2 separate regions of the Sus scrofa genome follow, and region 2 is linked to region 1. A link is a contact called in public Hi-C data. All regions are on one chromosome and are shown on one strand. Each heading gives the region's core, a stretch centred on a gene start, on an enhancer-like site or on the middle of the called end of the contact. The rest is flanking DNA. Distances are from core to core; before and after follow the strand shown. Region 1 holds the start of MUS81 (crossover junction endonuclease MUS81). Region 2 holds the start of RELA (RELA proto-oncogene, NF-kB subunit).

Region 1 (4,445 bases), core at 978-3,477:
CAGAACTGTCCCATGCGGTGACTACACAAGCTGTCCTATCCTCCGCTGGGGTCTTCCTAAACCCAAGCAAGAACCACAAACGCCTAATTAAGGCCCTACCCAACAACTCCCTGTTCCCCAGAATATATGCAGGCCCCAAAAGTCACTGATCTAAGTTAGCACTCCAAACACCTTGGCCCTTGAGAGCTCTTTAAACTTTTCTGGGTCGTGCTGGGGCCCAACCTAGCCGGGAGAGAGTGACTGTCCAAGGTAAAAACCTGCCCCCGCTCCCGGAACTGCAGAGGAAGCTGGCCACGTGATTGAGCCGCTTCCGGAGTAGGCGGAGAAGAGATCGGCTAGACTCAGACCCCTCCCCGAGAAAAACCGGTACACAGATGCAGAGACACCTCTAGACTCTCAACCCCAAGGAATCGCCTTTACCCACCAGCTTACTGGTCCCCTCCGCTGAGGGCCTGGGCACGTTACACAACCTTCGGCCCTCGAAGCCTTCGGGCTGAACAGAGGGGGCGGGGTGGTTTCCGGGCGGTGCCCGCCTGGGTCACTTCCCTAAACTCAGCTCCACCCTCAGGCCCCATCCGGGAAAGCCGACGGCCCCACTTGTCCAGGGATTCGGGCCCGGCGGCCAGGCCTGAGCGAGTGCGCACGCGCCGGCCGACAGCGCCGTTCCATCCCTCGCCGGGAGTACTCGGCGGAGAACCCAGCTCGTCTCGTGGGCTCGCTCCCGAGCGCGGCCGTGGTCGCTGCGGGGTCCGCTGCGCGGGGCAAGCCCCCAATCTCAGGCGCCTGCGCCAAAACCCGGACACCCCCGCATCCCAGCTAGCCGCGCCGCCCCCGCCCCTTGTGGGCATCCCTGCCACCTGCTCTCGAGACAGACCCGCCTGCGAGGGAGGGTGACGCGAAGACAGGAACAGCCCTTGGGTGGGGCGCGCGCGCCGAGAGCGCTCGCGCGCTTTTCCTTCGCCGCCCCCGAGCCAGGTTTGGATGCCGCGTGCTCCCAGCGCGCGCGCGCACCCGCGAACCCATTCGCTTCGGCACCGCCGCGACGCGCGACACCGGCTGCTCCGCGACGGCCGCGCACCCGCGCGCCCTGGACCCCTCCCCCACGGCCAGTGTCCGCGCGGGCGCAACAGCGGAGTGGGGGAGGGGAGGGGAGTCCAGGGGGCGCGCGAGCGACGTCCGAGCCGGCCCTCACCGGCGCCCGCGGGCGCGCACGCGCGTCCCAGCGCCGCCCGCCCCTCAGCACGAGACCCTCATCCAGCCGGGGGATCTGGGGGAGGGGGTGCCGACGTCGCTCCCCCGTTCCCTCCCGCGCACGCAGACAATCGACTCGCAGCCGCCTCCCCTCCCGCGCCGTGGCCTGCCGCTCACCATATTTCCGGAAGCGAAAAGGAGATAGCAAGGAGCCAGAAAAGACAAGAGCCGCTTCAGCTGCTGCCGGGATCCGACTGAACGCGGCCTCTCCCGGCCCCTTCCGTTTAGTATGAGCCGCACAATGAGGGGCGGGGCGGGCTTCCGGCGCTCCTCCTGAAGACCGACGGGAAATGAAGTCCGAGGCTCCTGCGCTGTCCTCGGGCCAGCTGGGTAGCAGAGTCTTTTTCATCTGACAGCGTCTGGTCGTCACGTTGCATACTGGGAAGTGTAGTCCGGGGACAGCTGAGAGGGGCGGGACTACAGCAAGGAGAGCGCGCGGGTTGGTGGAATGCCCCAGGAAACGCTCTGCACAGAGCCAAGGCCTCGGTGCTGGGTGATTTGACCTGAAAATGAGCCTCGATTTCGCGCTTCTTTATCCCGTACCGAAACGGTTTTCCTAAGGTCCATCCTGGCGTTTTTCTGGATCTCTTGGTCTAAAAATTTCCAGTGACTTGGTATTTTGCTTTTGTGAATTGAAGCAACTATTCATTGGTCTGGAATCCAGTCCTAGAGCAAGGAGAATCCCAAGTATAAGGAGACTTCAATCCAGGACACATTCATTAACCATTCTCCATACTCAAAAGACACTCTTGTCTACTGAGGAAAGGCGATGTGCAATTTCAATAAAATAAGAGAAAAAAAACACAAGGAAAGACTACAAAGAAATCTTTGAAAATAGAGCTTTGTACTAGTTTTAAAAGCATTTGGCATATTCATGAGGCAATAAAGGGAGAAGAGCAGGGATTTATGCATTCGAAGATTACCGCCTTTTACTAGGCAGTGAGCAGAGGAAACAGATTTTATTTTATTTTTGCCATTTCTTGGGCTGCTCTCACGGCATATGGAAGTTCCCAGGCTAGGGGGTCGAATCGGAGCTGTAGCTGCCAGCCTATGCCAGAGCCACAGAAAGGCGGGATCCGAGCTGCGTCTGCGACCTACAGCACAGCTCACGGCAATGCCGGATCCTCAACCCACTGAGCAAGGGCTGGGATCGAACCCGCAACCTCATGTTCCTAGTCGGATTCGTTAACCGCTGCTCCACGACGGGAACTCCAGGAAACAGATTTTAAACCAGACTTAAATCTCGTTCTCCAGTTGGTAACCAGGCATATGGTTAATTTAATACCCACAGAAATTAAAACAGAAGCTCTGTGGGAGCATAACCTTCAAAAAACAGACTAGGGTGGGGGACTCCAGGGAGATTTCATTGGCTTTCAACAAAGGCCATAGCCGCTTACTCTGCAGAAGACAGGGTCGCAAACAAGAGAATTGGGGGCATCGATCCCATATGCAGAATAAAGGCTGTAAATGAAGAGCTGGAAGCTTGGTCTTCAGCTGGGGAGCAACACCCGAGACTGGGGTATGTCGCAGAGCATGCCGGGGACTGTAGTCGGGGACGTACCGCTGCATTGCCCCCCCACCGGGAGCATCAGGTGGGGACCGCAGCTCGACCGCCGCCTCCTGCAAGAGACCTTGCTACAAGATGAGATTGGCTCCACCTTTTTGAGCTTCGGAGTTTCCAAGAGCAACGAGGAGGGGGGTGGGAGATTTCGCAGTTACCCTGGAGACGCGCTCCCGCCCGCCCCTAGCTGCGGGATGCCCTAGATGTCCTTATTAGGACAAGAGACTAGAGGGGGCGGGTCCAATCCGAACGCCTGCTGGAGGCTCCTTATAAGGCAGCGTCAGGCGGGAGGCGGGAGTGCGGAGCCGGCCGGGGGGTGCGGGATCGAGGCTGGGCGGAGTCTGAAGGGGCAGGCCTGGAGCTCGGGCGCCCGCCTCTCCACTCCCGAAAGGCCCCAGACCCACACCTCGCCACTTCCGGTATGGCAGATGTCGGCTGCTGTAACTTGCTGGCGAGACTCTCGTGCTCAAGTGGAACCCCCTTTGCATAGTTCCCATCTTAACCTTCCTGAGAGTCCCCCACCTCCAACGAGTCACAAGAACGATGAAGTGTTCTTCCCTTGTCCGTATTTCTCACCCCCGGGTTGCTACCCCGAATCCAACAACATGCCCATGTCAGCCCCTCCCACATGCCTCGATGTCCAGCACCTCCTACTTGTCCCCTTTCTGTTTGTCTACTGTCTCCCTCTCCCTGTCCTCCCAGCTTTGGCCTTCCCTGCACGTCCTCGTCTTCGCGCCCCTCCCCCACTGCTCTGGATGGGGAGGCCCACATGGGATCACCATTTCCTCGGAGGGTCTTTCAGCTCTTTCTGCGTTACCTTTGTGTCCTCATTCCTAATGTCCTTCCTACAAAAACAACTGAACCCATCTGCTTCCCCATCCTCCCACCTCTCGGATTCTTCACTAGGCCAGTTTCTCCAGCGTCCTCCGCTAGAGCCAGTCTGAAACCAACAGCCTCGGGTTACTCATTTAAGCCCGGCCCGGCCAGACCTCCCAGTCATAGGGGGCGCTGTGCACCCTCTTCTCTCCTGTACAAAAAGGACTCCCGCTCTCGAATCCGGGGTAGATGGAAGGGGCGGGTCCAGGCCTGGGTTCGGCGCGTCCAAAAGGCTGGTCCTGTGCCGGAGCAACAGGAGAGCGAAAGGCGGTAGACACTACGTGCGGCACCAACCTCTTAGAGTGCAGAGGCGGGGAGGGCAGCAGAAGGCCGTCCTCTGGTTAGTGACCCGCGTGGGACCACGTGACTGCAGAGGGCCCGCCTCCGCCGCCGGAACCAGGTGTTCGAATCCCGTTTCCAGAACTGGCGGCGTCCCAGTCCTGCCGCCGTGAGGCGCCAGAGGACCCGCCCGGGCGCTGATGGCAGCACCGGTCCGCCTGGGTCGGAAACGCCCGCTGCCGCTTTGCCCAAACCCGCTTTTCGTACGCTGGCTGACCGAGTGGCGGGACGAGGCCGCCAGCAGGGGGCGCCGCACTCAATTCGTGTTTCAGAAGGTGGGTTCTGACCGGACCTGAAGGTGGGGCAGGTGCTGGCGGGGCCAGACAATCAGGCACCTCCCCAGCCCCGCGACCCAGCACTGTACCCGCTACCCACCCACCCCACCCTAGGCGCTGCGCTCCCTCCGGCGGTACCCACT
Region 2 (4,445 bases), core at 542-3,041, 120 kb before region 1:
TGTTTCAGGGCCTGCGAAGCAGCAGGAGGTCTAGAGGAGGAATAGAAGGTTCTACATCCATCGCTGACTCCACCTGGGACCTGGAACGTCATGTCCCCTGTGTCCCCTCTCTGGGTCACGTCTCCCCAGTAGTAAAATGGGAGTGTGTGCTGAAAGGGCAGCAAAATTCCACCTGTGCTGTGAGTCTTGGCCAGGGAGGGAGAGTAACCTCGGCAGGGTGACAAAGAGCGGAGGTGCTCCAGGCAGGCCGGGGCCTTTGCTCCCACAGCCCTCTCACCTTGGAAGGGGTTGTTGTTGGTCTGGATGCGCTGATTGATGGCCTGTTCCAGGTCCCGCTTCTTTACACACTGGATCCCCAGGTTCTGGAAGCTGAGGTCCCCGAGGAATCAGTCCCACTGTCTCCAGCAGAGCCTGGGCCCTCCAGCCCTGCCGGGTCTACCCCTTCTCCCCCACCCACTCAGCAGGCCAGCACGCCGTGCTGGACCCCCCTGAATGGCTGCCCACAGTGCCACCCACTCCTCACTCTGGCTGACAAAGCCCTGGGCCCTGCCGCCGGGTCCACTGTCCCTGCTGGCTCCCTACCCTCTGTCCCAGGACCTCTTTTCCCTTCTCCAAACACACAAAACTCCTTCCCACTTCAAAGCCTCTGACACCCATTCACTCTGCCGGGAGCGCGCCATTCTTTCCATGCCTCTCTGCCTTCTCACATTCAGCTCTAACCTGAGAGGCCTTTCTGACTCCCCATCTAAAGTAGTGACACCAGCTCCTCCGCCTCCCGGGCTATTCCTCCAACCCACTGCTTTATTTTCATCACTACTGATGACTTGCTAACGGATCTTGTTTAATTATTTGTATGTTTATTTACAGCCTGCCTCTGTCAACTAGTACGTAAGCTCCAGGGAGACTGTCGGTTCAGTGGTTTTCTTTCTCGCTACAAGTGACGTGACTGAGGGGCTTGCCCTTCCAGCCACAGGCGTTAGGGCTTCGGGGGTGATTAGAGACCTATCACTTTTCCATGGGGCTCCTATCTGCTAGAGGGAGGAGAGACACAGGCAATTTCAAGACAGAGGAATCTGCCTGCAGAGCTGGGGACAGAGCAAAGGGTGCCCTCTGTCTAGAAAGAACACTGTAACAGCTACACAGCTGCTGGCCCTCCTGGCCTCCCACCTCCCCACCACCCCCTGGTGCCCAAGGGGAGCTCACCTGTGGATGCAGCGGTCTGGGCAGAGCTCAGCCTCATAGAAGCCATCCCGGCAGTCTTTCCCCACGAGCTCATGGGGGTGAGGCCGGTGAGGGGGGTCCTTGGTGACCAGGGAGATGCGCACTGTCCCTGGCCCCGTGTAGCCATTGATCTGTCCAAAGTACAGAGAGCACCCTGGAGGCGCAGGAATTCCAGCCCCAATTCCCCCCCCCCGGAGGGGGGGGGCAGGCTGCGCGGGGGCCTGAAAGCAAGCCTGCTGGGGTTTCACCCCTACTGACACTGCGCCCCTCACTCGGGAGCTGGGCTGACCTTGATGGTGGGGTGGGTCTTGGTGGTATCCGTGCTCCTCTCGCCCGGGATACTGCCGGCTGAGCGGCCCTCGCACTTGTAGCGGAAGCGCATGCCCCGCTGCTTGGGCTGCTCGATGATCTCCACATAGGGGCCCGAGGCCGGGGCCGGCTCTGCGGGGGAGATGCGGGCCAGCCCCCATCAGGCGGCTGACCCCATCGCCCTCACCCTGGGGAGCTCCTCCCGAACCACGGAAAAAGGATGGTCCAACTTACCCGAGGGGAAGATGAGGGGGAAGAGGTCTGAAAGGGGAGGGATACAAGGGTCAGCACATGCCCGCTTCCCGTCCTCACCAGGGAGGGCCTGCATCCCCGGCAAGGAGATGAAGCCAGGCTCCCTCCCGGGGACACTGGGTCAGGGCCAGCTGCCTGGAACCTGCAGTACAGCTAAGGGGCAGGGGTGAAGGAGCCAGAAACACTTGTTTTCTAAGAGAAAACCCGGTAGGACGGCCTCCACCACCAGGGGAAACTGAGCCAGGACCCCTCTCTACTTTCCTAAATTAAACTAAGGGAGGGCACTCCCCACCCCAACCCGGGAGGAAACTGAGTCAGATACATTCTCCCCTAACAAGGAAACTAAGTCGGAACTGCCCCCGGGGCCCCGGGGGAGACCGAGTCACAGCTCCCCCCAACTCCCGCCACCCCCAGGGGAAACTGAGTCAGACCCCCCCCCCCACTCCGGCCCCGCCCCGCTCCACCATCCGGCCGGCCGCTCCCTGCGCAGCGACCATCGGCGCAGGAAGGAGCGGAAGGCAGCGCGGAGGCTCCCGCCGCGGTCCCGGCGGCCCCAGCGCCGCCACCGCGCGGGGTCAGAGGGCGTCCTCACCGTCCATGGCCGGGGTCCCGGGGGCGGGGCCGGGGTCGCAGCTGGGCCCGCGGCGCGCGCTACAGTCGAGCCATTCGCCAGAGGCGGAAATGCGCCGCGCGCGCCCGCCGCCGCGTCACTGCCGGGAATCCGGCCGCGCCTGCGCGCTGCGTCGCCGCCGCCGCCGCCGCCGCCGCCCCGCGCGGTGGGTTAGGGACAAGAGCGCGCCACTCGAGGGCCTAGGGGGTGGCGCGCGCCGCCGCTGCCGGGCCCTGCGAGCAAGTACGCGCCGCGCTGGGCCCCGAGACGCCGCGCGCCTGGACGCCGCTCCCGGGACTGGCTGGGCAGCACGGATCGCTCGCGAGTCTGGGCCCCGCCTGGAGGGCGGGCCGGGCGATTACTCACAATGTTTTTAGGGGATTTCGGGGGCCCCCTCCCGCCGATCGGAGGAGTGGTGATGTCACCTCGGGCCCGGTCTGGAACAGGGCCAGAGCTGCTGGGCTTCGGCTGCCTGCCCTGCGCTGGGAAAGGCTCGGGCCTGCTTCGACCGCAAACACCGGGTGGCTAAACTCCACACGGCTTCCTAATCGATGAAGGTGCTTCGTGGTGGTTGGGGCCGCGGAAGCATTTTTTAAATTTCTTGTCCCCCCAGTCTGGAGGCAGAGAGGGGAAAGGAAAGCGCCCGGACTTCACCTGGCAGTGCTCGGACGATGGGTGCACGCTAGTGTGGACCGAGGCTCCGTGCCTCGTCCGCTCCCGCTGGCGAACCGAGCCCAGGCTCCTCGGTTTAAGAGGCATCCCTCCGGGGCAATGGGTGGCAGAAGGCACCGAGGGGTAGATCTCTGGAGCCTCGACCCTGCAGCCTGACGTTTGTGTTTTAGCAGGTCCGGGACCCTCCAGGGGTTTGAATCGGCAGGCTCACCCCGCCTGTGTCCCCAGGGTTTCCTGCTGGTCCAGCTCGCACAAAGCATTTCCACTAATTAACCATCCTGTGACCCGTCGCCAGAATATTGTCCCCAAGGCCAAGCCCAAGAAGCGTTCGTGCGGGGTGAGGGTGGGACTGGAGCAACCCCCTCCGCGGGGGGTTCCTTGTCCGAGGGTGGGGGCAATCCCCAGCAGGCTTCGGAGTCTTACCCAGAGGAAGGCAGACTTTATTTTCTCTGTGTTCGTTCTAAATTAGGGAATCATGTGGGAATTGGAAAAGATTGGAAATTCTGACTTGCTTTCCCAGGCTCTGAAAAAAAAAAAAAAAAAAAACAGGAAGACAAAAGTGAAAACAGTTACCACCCCTCCCACTCATTTCAGTTTCTCCTGTGGCTGCCCCGGATTAGAAAATTAGCCTTACCTTTCTGAGGAGGCAGACTTCAGGAGAACAGATGGATGAATTATAATCTTTGATTAATGACACAATCATCACTGATCTTTGTACGATCCTCTTTTAAAAATTCGTATGTATTGGAGTTCCCATCGTGGTGAAGCAGAAACGAATCTATTACCCATGAGGACACAGGTTCGTTCCATCCCTTGCCTGGCTCAGTGGGTTGGGGATGCAGTAGATCCCAGACTCAGCTCGGATCCTAGCAGCTGTAGCTCTGATTAGACCCCTAGCCTGGGTGCATATACGATGCCCATGCAGCCCTAAAAGACAAACAAAAATAGTCATTTTTTGGCCACACTCCCTGCATGCAGAAGTTCCCAGGCCAGATATTGAACCAGTGCCACAACCGTGACAATGTCAGATCCTTAACCTGCTGAGCCACCAGGGAACTCTAAATTTTATATTATGTATGTTTTTCCACAATAAAAAAATCTCAGTTCTCAGTGATGCCAACCAATTACTCCTTTGGTCTATCTCAGACTATACACCAAACACTCAGAATAATAACCAACATTACCACCAATAATATGATTAAATACAGATTTTTTTTGTTTGTTTTTTTAGGGTTGCACCTGTGGCATGTGAAAGTTCCCAGGCTAGGGATCAAATAGGAGCTACAGCTGCCAGCCTACACCATAGCCACAGCAATGAGGGATCTGAGCCGCATCTGCAACCTACACCACAGCTCAAAGCAACACTGGATCCTTAACCCAC

The links. Hi-C and Micro-C count contacts between places; a contact is called where the count stands out from the background.
Region 2: a contact with region 1 is called in a Hi-C map of liver, with 3 times the contacts expected there. The contact joins the promoter of RELA here to the promoter of MUS81 in region 1. A contact is called at or near these places in 1 of 47 Hi-C or Micro-C datasets (liver) and 1 of 2 datasets of contacts at active chromatin or transcription factors (alveolar macrophages).

The regions. Positions count from the first base shown.
Region 1 is chr2:6,468,562-6,473,006 of Sscrofa11.1, reverse strand. MUS81 (crossover junction endonuclease MUS81) reads left to right here and starts at 2,227. Exons shown (of 16, transcript XM_003122526.5): 1 at 2,227-4,302; 2 at 4,417-4,445. The coding sequence starts at 4,168. It overlaps CFL1 (cofilin 1), which reads right to left and starts at 1,449. Exons shown (of 4, transcript NM_001004043.1): 1 at 1,369-1,449. The coding sequence starts at 1,371.
Region 2 is chr2:6,592,215-6,596,659 of Sscrofa11.1, reverse strand. RELA (RELA proto-oncogene, NF-kB subunit) reads right to left here and starts at 1,791. Exons shown (of 10, transcript NM_001114281.1): 1 at 1,765-1,791; 2 at 1,511-1,662; 3 at 1,204-1,352; 4 at 278-369. The coding sequence starts at 1,791.